Linked DNA regions of Mus musculus: region 2 is linked to region 1. Evidence: chromatin contacts called from public HiChIP or PLAC-seq data. All regions are on one chromosome and are shown on one strand. The core of a region is the stretch at or near the end of the contact, and the rest is flanking DNA. Distances in the headings are between cores, read along the strand shown. Region 1 overlaps Il34 (interleukin 34). Region 2 overlaps Fa2h (fatty acid 2-hydroxylase).

Evidence for each region. HiChIP or PLAC-seq counts read pairs in DNA pulled down with a chosen protein or histone mark.
Region 2: a contact with region 1 is called in a FOXA1 HiChIP or PLAC-seq map of pancreatic cancer cells. The contact joins two enhancer-like sites. A contact is called at or near these places in 2 of 39 promoter capture datasets (liver and pre-B cells), 1 of 115 datasets of contacts at active chromatin or transcription factors (pancreatic cancer cells) and 2 of 9 other capture datasets (adipose tissue and liver).

Annotation. Positions count from the first base shown.
Region 1 is chr8:110,792,247-110,797,587 of GRCm38.p6, forward strand. All of the region lies in intron 1 of Il34 (interleukin 34), which reads right to left. Among named protein-coding and RNA genes, the nearest start is that of Gm15895, 10 kb to the right of the region's middle. Within about 2 kb of position 2,680, at least 45 of the 459 cell types and tissues checked have an H3K27ac peak or open chromatin away from gene starts, as enhancers often do. A contact at or near this core is called in pancreatic cancer cells, where this site is marked.
Region 2 is chr8:111,368,537-111,373,877 of GRCm38.p6, forward strand. The region is part of intron 1 of Fa2h (fatty acid 2-hydroxylase); the gene reads right to left. Among named protein-coding and RNA genes, the nearest start is that of Fa2h, 23 kb to the right of the region's middle. Within about 2 kb of position 2,060, at least 16 of the 459 cell types and tissues checked have an H3K27ac peak or open chromatin away from gene starts, as enhancers often do. A contact at or near this core is called in pancreatic cancer cells, where this site is marked.

The DNA of each region.
Region 1 (5,341 bases), core at 1,430-3,929:
GTATCCTGCAGGTAGGGTCTGAACACAGATTCTGTGTGTTTGAGCTTCACCTTATCAGAGTAGGTCCCCCTGACTGTAGCATGTAGCCTCTAGTCCCAGGGGAAAGCAAGCCCACCTCAAATACGTCCAGTTCTACGAATCTAAAACCGTGTGTATAAAGCAAACCAAATGAGCCAAACATATGTATACATACATATATTTGTTCTGTAGACAAATTTATGTTTACAAATATCTGTGTACAAGTACACATTGGCTGACCTTCAATTTCCTAGGTATGCTAAGGTTGACCTTGAACTCCTGATCCTCCTGCCTCTGTTGCCCAAGTGCTGGGACTACAGGTATGTGTGACCACATCCATGATTTATTCTATCATACTTCTGTGGTGCTGGGGAGTGCGCCAGGACTTTCTGCGCACCAGGCAAGTGTTACGGCCACAGAGCTCATACCCAGCCTTGATTAATTTTTAAACAAACCATTAAGTGTTAGTTTAAACATTAAAATTTCCGGAAATTGCATGGGCTTTTCGGGCAGACGGGCAAGGTTCAAGTGCTCACATACCTGTGACACCTGACTCGGTCTCCTCCTCTCTCCTTCTCCCCTCCCCCTCCTCTTCCTCCAGCCAGCCATTCCTCACAGGGCTGGGTCAAGAGTTCAGAACTCTGACACTGTTGTGTGACAGCAAGCAATGGTGGCGTGCCTGTAACACGTCCATGGAAAGAGAAAGAAGTGCCTTTCTCTCACCCTGCAAGAGGGAGCTCAAGGCAGTGAGCAAGACCAAGCCGCAGCCTCTCCAGAGCAGCATCTCATGAAAGCCACTTTCCTGCCTATAGGGAGATATGGAAAGCACCTGGCTCCTGTCCAGCCCCAGCTGGTCCGGCTGGTCTACAGACTAAGCCTCATCAAGCACTGGTGCCTAGAACAGCTCTTCCAGGAAAGCTATCTGGAGGACTACAGAGCAAGCCACCTGGTGCAGGCGGAGGAAAGGAGCCCGGGGAGGCAGGGGTGCCGCCTTCTTCCCTCTGTGAGACTTTGGGGGAACCCCTAAGCAGCTTCTCCATCCATCATACAGAATCCCTCCTACTGCCCCACCCAAGGTAGGGAGGAGGCCACAGGAAGGATGGAAGGGGAGACCTGCATGCCGGCAATTCCGCAGCCAGTGAGAGGACCCCATTACTTCCCTTAGACCCCGCAGCCAGCACAGATCGTCAGACCAGTTTCCTCAGCCTCTGTCCGAACAGCCCCACTTTACCTGATGGGCTTCCTGACTCCTGAGCTGGTGTCTGTCAGAGGCTTTGCTCCCTGCCTGGCACAGGAGCATGGAGATATTCCTTTGAGACTTGAGACTGGTCCCCCACCACCACCCCTGCCCGGACCTCCTCCGTTGCAGCTGTGGTCATTGCAACCATCCTGTCAGAGAGCTGAGTCAGAGAAGGCCACTGAGTCACGGCCACTAGGACCGCATTTGTCCGCCCGGCAGATGCTAAAACGGTGCTAAGCCAATTGTGGTCTTGGCATCCAGACAGCTGGGTTGCAAATGCATGGTTACTATAGTTACAAAATGAACTGAACTCAACGCTGCTATGGCACAGGGCACTTTGAACCCTGGAAGAAAGTTATTCAGAAGGGTCCCCCACTCGTTTTTGGCTTTGAGACAGAGTCTCTTGTAGCTCAGCCTTGCCTCAAACTCACCACATAGCCAAGACCTGGAACTTCTCTGATCAAGGGCTGGGACTATAGGCATGCACCCTTATGCCCAGTTTCCTCCAGTGCTGGAGATCTAATCGTGTGGTTTCATGCGCGCTGAGCAGGCATGTTACCAACTGAACTACATCCATTCAATGGGATAAGGCGGATCCTGGTCAAGGATATGGTTGCCCTAAGCAGGTTGAGCCACACTCGCAGGGAAATGAGCACCCACACACACACATACACACACACCACTAATGGTGTGAAGTCAGCCAGGCTGGAATCGGGCAGTGCTGACTCTCTGGTCTGGGATGGGGATGGAATGTAGCAGCTGGCTTAGCACCTAACATCGGAACCTGAAAGGGGGGGGGGAGACGGGGCGGGGCAGGGGTGGACAAGGGACTCAAGAGCTCTGGCCACCATGCATGAGTTCGAATCCCATATACCAGCCTCTGGCTGCCTCAGGCAACAGCTTACCCCAGGCCTGGTTCTCAGAAGGTATAGTACTGGCGGCATAGTTGAGGCAAGGATTTGAGATTCTGTCTGGTTTATGGTAGTGCTGGGCATAGCCCAAGGTGCACTGTAGCAGCTGTTGTGTAAGGCAGAGGTCAAGGTTTGTGGCAACTCCCTGAGCCTGCTATGCCCACACTTGCTGCATATAACCTTGGCCTGGACTGATCACATCAGAAGGGAACAGAGCCTCAGCGACAAACTGGCTTTGTCTTCAAGCCACATGGGAGTTTTCCTCTGCAGCTCCCCCATCCCTCCTCACTTGCTTCCACTGGGAGAGAGTTCTCCAGTCCATGAGGCAGCTGCTCCACATACAGTTTAGTCCGCAAGCTCTCCACCCTGCTAACTGCCCTTCAGTGTTCTCGCCAGGGACTTTCCAATGTGTGGAATCCACTCATTCACAGAGAGTAGGAATCCTCTGAACAGGGCCCCAGTTGTTCCTCCAGGACGCCTGAAGACTGGGCGACTCATCAGAGCCAGAGTCTGCAGTACTGCTTGAGACAGGAAGCTTGGTTTCTACAGACCAGGCACAAGTGTTCACATGCATCTCTCTACTCAGTCCCCATAGAACTCCTGTGAGAAGTTTTCTGTAAAATTGTGGTTTTAAAAAAAAATGCTAGCCAGGCGGTGGTGGCACACGCCTTTAATCCCAGCACTTGGGAGGCAGAAGCAGGCGGATTTCTGAGTTCAAGGCCAGCCTGGTCTACAAAGTGAGCTCCAGGACAGCCAGGGATACACAGAGAAACCCTGTCTCGAACCCCCCCCCCCAAAAAAAAGCAGGAGATGTGGCTTGGTCTGTAGAGCGCTTGTCTAACAAGCACAAAGCCCCAGGGTTAATCCCAGCACTGTAAAAACTGGGCATGGTGGCCTGGATGAGGCCAGCACTTGGCAGCTGGAGGCAGGGAGAAGAGCATTACAGGTAATCCTCGGCTTCTCATTTTAATAATTTTTCAGTGCACAGTTCAGCGGCATTGAACATTCATGCTGCTGTGACACTCCTGTCCCCACCTGTCTCTGAAAGAAAGATCAAATTTCAAGACCTGTAAGTCATATAAAGTAAACAGAAATTGCTGGTTGTTTGTGAGCCTAGAGGCTGCCTGGGGCTGAGAACAAAGAAAAACAAACCCAAGCATGCCCCGTAGTTAAAACATTCCTGGGAACAGCTTGACCATAAAGATAAAGAGGAATGTGAGGACATCTGAACTGAGTCAACAACTCACAATACTCTGACACCCTGACCTGCACGTATTCTTTTGCTGACGTTTGAATAAGCCAATAGTGTGTCACTATGCTGAATTCCCCACCCCTAAGCCCTTTACCCCATAAAACCCCCTAACTTTCGAGCCTTGGGGTCGAATTCACTGTCTCCTGCGTGAGATATGTTTCGACCCGGAGTTCTGCCATTAAACTGCCTCATATGTTTGCAGCAAGAAGGATTCTCGTGTTTCTTTGGGTGCGCTCTCTCTCCTGAGACTAGATTGGGGGTCCCCGAAAGGGGGTCTTACATCTCCACAACTGACATGCTGCTTCCACTCTTTCTGGTTCTCTAGCCCTGTGGATCATACAGTTTTTATCCTTTTGTGTTTGGCTTATTTCACTCAGTGAATTGTTCCTCCTCCTCCTCCTCCTCCTCCTCCTCTTCCTCCTCCTCCTCCTCCTTCTTCTTCATTTTTCAAGACAGGGTTTCTCTCTGTTGCCCTGACTATCTTGGAACTTGCTCTGTAGGCCAGGCTGGCCTCAAACTCACAGAGATAGTCTTACCTGTGCCTCCTGAGTGCTAAGATTCAAAGTGTGTACCACCACCACCTGACCCATTTCCTTCCTTTTAAAGACTGAATAGTATCTCTGTGTACAGATATGTCCCATATGACTTCTCCACTCCTCTGTGGAATAGTAGGCTGCTTCTTACCTCTTGTCTAATAAGAATGTGAACATGCTATGAACATGGGTGTATAAATACCTCTTGGAGACCCTGCTTATAATTCTTTTCAGCATATATCCAGATGTGGAATAGCTGGAGATGGTAATTCTTCCTTCTTTAAGGAATGGTCAGTGTTCCCTTGCACCAACAGTGCACAGACTTCCAATCTCTCTCTCCATATTCCTCTCTCTCTCTCCATATTGCACTTGCACTCTCTCTCTCTGTCTCTCTGCATGTGTGCCTATCTTTCTGTTTCTCTCTCTATTTCTCTCTGTCTCTGTCACTGTCTCTCTCTCTCTTCATAGCCATCTTCATAGCCACAATGTAGTCTGTAGAGATGCCATTTTCATTCCAGTTTATGGCTCCATGGTACCAGTGTTGAGGACAGCAGGAGGAATGACTAGGATTCAAGCCCAAGGCTGTCTGCAGCTGTCCGGTTTTCTGTCTCCTCCTCACTGCCCTACTGGTTGGTCAGTGTCCCCTGGGAGGCCCCACCATTCAGAGCCTGCCAGAGTAGAGAGGAGATGGTGGAACTGTAAGACTGACTCCAGCCCTCAGATTTCCCTGACCAAAAACAACCCTGAAACTAAGACTTGAGGCCAGGCCTACTTAGACAGGTAGGAGTTTGGCCTCAGGGCTGACTTAGTTATCTGATGGGCCAGGATCTGCCAGGTGACTCCTGGATTACCATGTGGTAAGAGAGACTGGGTGCCACAAAGGTTCTAGACTGTAATGAGGTCACTGAGGCGGCCTAAGTGATGGAGCGGTCTAGGCTGAGCAGGCCTGTCCAATGTCCTCGCTTATCCCTGCCTTCTCACTTCCCACCTGCCTGATCCTGGGTCAGTTGGGGCTATCTGGGTCTCACTTCTCCATCTGTGAGGTGGAGGAGACTGACTGGTGTTTTGCAAGAAGCCATGAGCATTGACCAAGCCCAGCCACCAAACCCTGCCCACCACAGCTGCCTTCGCTCACGACGCCCTTACCCCACGATGCTAGCTCACATGTGTTTCGTGGTTGTCCCTAGTCACTTGCCTCTCCCCACTGAAGACTGGCAGAGGCTTGAGATTAAGGAATCAGTCTTCTAGGTGACTCCTGTGAAGATGAACACATGTGGTCCCCAAGTTCCGAAAGTCGGCTTCTTAAAGATGAAATAATACTTATTTGGGGAAAAATAAAGCCAGAGTCATAGATACGTGCCGCAGCGCTGTTCAGAACAGTGGTGGG
Region 2 (5,341 bases), core at 810-3,309, 580 kb after region 1:
CTCCTGTGATGGCTATCCATGGTTGCCAACTTGACTACATCTGGAATTCACTAAAAGCCAAAATGACCTGGCACAACTGTGAGGTTTTTTTTTTCTCTCTCTCTCTTAATTAAATCATTTGCCCTCCTGGTCTCCCACGGCTCCCTTGGTAGGTCACAGCAGTGTGTGCAGTGGTGGCCACTCCATGACAGGTTTGTCATGGCACCTGGTACTGCCATGGTGCCCAAGAGGAAGGTTATCTGGGTTGAAGGAGCCAAGGTGGAGCCCAGGAGCCACTCCCTGGCACTGTTGGGGATAGCGGGAGACAATAAATCACCAGAGTAAAACTGTAAACAGAAGGGAAGAGTGAAAAACTCATCTGAAGGAGGAAGACCCACTTCTAATCCCAATCTCTGTAGGAAGATACACCTGGGATCCAGAGCTTTTAAAGTGGAAGATAAACCTTTATAACCTGGGCCACACCTTCTGCAGACAGCCTATATAAAGTCATGGAAGAAGGAAACTTTCTCTCTCTCTCTCTCTCTCTCTCTCTCTCTCTCTCTCTCTCTAGCAAGTCCATTCCTTCACTGGCATTAGAGCCTACTTCTTTAGGATTCCCACATGTATTGAAGACCAGCATCCCCCCCCCCCCAATAAAAGTGCTTTTTAAAGGTAACTATCAGTACCACTGCACAAACAAGAGAAGATTCAATACCAAATACGTAGGAAATACAGGTTTACAGCGCAAAAGGCATCTTCTAGAGAAGGGCAGTTGGCAACTTTATATTAATAGTGGAAACAAAATATTTTAAAAGTATTTAACGGGGCTGGGGAGATGGCTCTGTGGTTAAGAGCACTGACTGCTCTTCTGAAGGTCCTGAGTTCAAGTCCCAGCAACCACATGGTGGCTCACAACCACCCGTAACGAGATCTGACGCCCTCTTCTGGTGCGTCTGAAGACAGCTACAGTGTGCTTAGATATAGTAATAAGTAAATCTTTAGGCCGGCAAGCAGGCAAACTGGAGCGAGTGGGGCCGACCGGAGCGAGCAGAGGTCCTGCATTCAAATTCCCAGCAACCACATGATGGCTCACAACCATCTGTATAGCTATCGTGTACTCATATACATAAAATAAACAAGCAAACAAACAAATACATCTTTACAAAAATATTTATCACACTTTGAACCAATTCTAAGGCTCTACTTGAAAAATTATTGAAAGTTCAGTTTCACTGAAATGACAGCTACAAATGGAAACAAACCCATTAAGGCTTTTGTTCAGTTCAGAACGTACTCTCTCTTAATTGCGAGAAGCGAAGGGACAGCTGCTCTGGGGCCCTGTTCCTCCTAAGACCCAGGAAACAGAACATGTTCTTACAGGGAAGTGTGACTCAGCGGCTCGCATGCCAGTATGAAGTGGCCAGTGGTTCTTTCCAGAGAGTTCTTTTGAGTCGTGGACCGACCCCGAGTGAGAGCTGACATCCATGAAGGATGAGAAGAGACACATGGAGATGGTGTAGGCATGAGCTCTTCCTGCCCTTTTCCCCCCTCTTCTGCTGCCCCAGCCTAATCAAAGCTCGAGGCCTGGAGGCCATCAGGCGGAAGTGTCCTGAGTGGTACGCTTTCAACAATTCCTGGAGTGACCACATAAACGAAGTACTCCCTGGGAGGCCAAATGGGACAGCACCCTTCTCTGTCAGAGGCCCGAGGTAGTATCACAAGACTTAACAGGCATCCGATGGAAAGTGACTTCAAGGAGAGCTGGAACCAGCCACACACTGACATCACCTATAGCAGGAACATTCTGGGTTGGACATGCCCCCCGCCCCCCAACCTCCCAATGTGTCTTTTATCATTGATTTTCTTAAGACTAGCTGTGAGACCCCAGAGGGTCTAGAAAACCCTTCCTATATGTAGATAGAAGACCCTCCAAGTGAGGTTTTCCTGGCCCCACTCCTGGGGGAGGGTGGGTGTTCCAGGAACTGAGACTCACCGGCAGCGGCTGTCACACACAACACACACATAGGTCTGGATCCTGTTTTCCAGGCAGTATTTATTTTGTATTCAGGTTGGGCTCACCCCTGCATTCCACAAGCAAGCACTATCCATGAATCAGAAGTGTGCAAAGGTCACCCCAGGGAAATAGGGTACAGCTCTAACTCTAAAAATCTCTAAACTTTTTTTTTTTTTGGAAACTTCCACAATGCATTTAAGACTCTCTTCCTGGAAGGAAGCCAAGGGAACTTTATAAACCAACGGAGAATCCCAAAGCTAAGAAGACTGTTCTGGTTGATGTCTTCAGGTCGGACCACTTTTAGCATTGGGGAGGACGGTGAGTAATTCTGTAGTCACACTTACATTGGCTTTCCCAAGAAGGATTAACACAAGAGCTAACGAGTGTGACTTGACAGCGGATGCCCCTTCCCACTTATGTCTAGTGACAGCTTTCTTATTTAGGGGAAAGGTAACTGAGACAGGATCTTGCTATGAAGTTCAGGCAGGACTTGAATTCACCATCTCTCTGCCTTAGCCTCCTGGTTGCCGAAATCACAGGCATTAGCACAATACCTGACAAGCAAGCACATTCTCGTAGGATCCATGTGAGGGGCACCAGACAGTCCTGTGTGTCTGGGTTCCTCCCAAATTCTTTACTGTGGGAAAATACAAAGGTGCTCAGGGCTGCAAGCTTATCTCCTCTCCTCTCCTCTCCTCTCCTCTCCTCTCCTCTCCTCTCCTCTCCTCTCCTCTCCTCTCCTCTCCTCTCCTCTCCTCTCCTCTCCTCTCCTCTCCTCTTTCCTCCCCTTCCTTCCTTCCTCCCTCCTTCCTTCCCTCCCTCCCTCCTTTCCTTCCTTCCTTCCTTCCTTCCTTCCTTCCTTCCTTCCTTCCTTCCTTCCTTCCTTCCTTCCTTTGCCTGTTGAGCTCCTTGAGGTGGGGGCCTGCTGGCCTTACCTATCCTGAGGCATGGGCCCTGGGATGGCACTCAAATACTTAGTGAATGAGAGGATTCAGTCGTGTATTGGCAGTCGTGTATTGCAGCCTGTTTAGGTGCAAAGATACGAGGCGGGTTTCTATATGGGCAGGGTGGCAGGGGAAGACTGCTCCAGTGCCTTCCAGAGGCTGCTTTTCCTTGGAAAGAGAAAGGCGGCTACAAGGAATTGCCAATGCAATTTGCCGAGGAGGTGACATAGGCTGGCACTTTCCCAGCTAAGAGTCACTGGACCCTGTGGAGAGTGAGGTGGGCATTTTGACCTCCTTAAATCCTTCCAGCCACAGTCTGAGGCCATTTGGGAGAGAAGCATGCAGAGAGCAGTACCTGCCCCAGCTTCTCCCAACTCAATGTCAATCACTGGCTGGTTGCAAGGTGTCACTTGTTCCTGTCTTGTGGCAACAGTTTTGCTTATACCCCTTGGCCTTCCTCCCCAGACAACTCTCCCACACCAAGCTCAGGCCCATTAGACCCAAAACCACAGAATATCTGCCAGGTGTTCCCTGGTAGCCCCCGAGGTTTCCAGATAGCTCCATCAATACATTTATTTCTTGGGGACAGCCTATCCCCAGAGTTCAAGTTCCACTGCCCCCATATAACCTCCTCATTTCCTCTTGGAGCAGGAAGTCAGTTCCTTGTGATAATGGCACCTCAACTCCTTGCTTCTATCTTCAGAGGCTGGATAGGTGACAGTATCAAGAAGAGTAGTCAGGGTGTGGCTTGTGGCTCAGACCCCTTCTGTTCATAGACCATGTCTGAGCAGGAGTAGTCTTTGCTTCCATAAACTGAGACGTGCTTGCATGAATTTCCCCCTCAGACTAGAGCCACCAAGAACGGCACAGTGCACAAGTTATTTTCCTCATTGCTTACTAAGACAGCAGACAAAAGCCAGGCTTACTTTGGCCCCTGGCTTGAGGACGCAGTATCTCACGGGAGAAAGGCCATGGTGGCAGAAGTGGGAGGGAGCTGCTTACACGGATGCATAGTCAGGGAGCAGAGAGAGATGGATGCTTTTCTTTAACTTTCTTTCCCCTTTGTATTCAGTGACTCCCACATTCAGGGTAGGTGTTCTCTGATTAGTTAAACCTTGCTGGGAACACCTTCCCCGCCAGAGGTGTGTTTCCATAGTGATTCAAAATCCCATCAAGTTGATAAAGAAGATTAAGCATCACTTTCAGATAAAAATATGAGAAACCTTTTGCTACAAGCATTGGCACAGAAGGCAGGCAGGCCAGCAGTAAGGGAATACTAATCGAGGTTCAATGTAAAGCAATCAGGAGATACTAATCAATGCTCGACGTCACGTGATCTCGGGCTCCGGGAGAATGGTGGGGATGGGCAGACTGTAGAGAATGTCTGTGATGAAGGGGCAGCTCTGACATAGATCCAGGCCATGGGAGATGAGGGCCTATTTCATCAAACTTAATGCTTTCTAAGAAGATCCAGAAAACGAGATTTTTATATGAAATTTCTAAAAAAATTTTTTTTCTCTCCCTCACTTCTTGTGGATGCTTGGGAAACGTTCTACTGACTTCCAACCCCAGCCCGGGGATGTGCATTTTTAACAAATTCTGTGGTTCAAACTGACATGCATGAATATAAATACAGTCCTCAGTGTGACTGTTGGAAAACTCCTGGTGAGCTGCTAAGTGTGGGTGCCTCACTCATTGAGAAGGAGGGGCAGGGACAGCCATGAACAGGGAGTTTGTTCTTTCCCAAATTCCCAGAACAAAGAATCTAGATGGGGAGGCTGGGCTGTACCCACAGGAAACAGGTATTCAGGGAACCCTGTACCAAGGCCATGGGTGGGTTGGGTAATAAATACACTGGCTCTTGAGGAACTCGGGTCTTAAGGTACATGAAGGGAGAGCCCAGGCCTCCTCTCCTCCTCCTCATGCAAGATGACAAGGATCAGCGTCAAGAGGAGGCAGAAGGTAGGGGCTTGGCATGTTGGTGGATGCTCCTTTATATTGGGCTCCTCCCTTCCTTTTTCTCTGGGAAGAAGCCACAGTCCTCACACCAAGAATGTCACCTTCAGAGTGTCACTTCACAGGACAGTACACCCTTCCATATTCGTAATCCTTCCAACCCCCAGCACTTCAGAACTGGACCTTATTTGGAAATACAGATGAGGGGATTAGGATATGTTCTGATGTAACATATTCTTATATAGCGGGGAAACTTTGATGTAGATGAGTACTACGAAGATGAAGGCACAGACAAGGAAGATGCATCAAGAAAGCCAGGGGGGAAAATCATCCTAATAGAGGTCTACCAGAAGCTGGGGTGCTGCCTGGACCACAGCTTCTCATAGCCCTCAGAAGGAACCTACGAGTTGTGGATACCTTTAAATGTTTTGTTTGTTTGTTTTCAAGA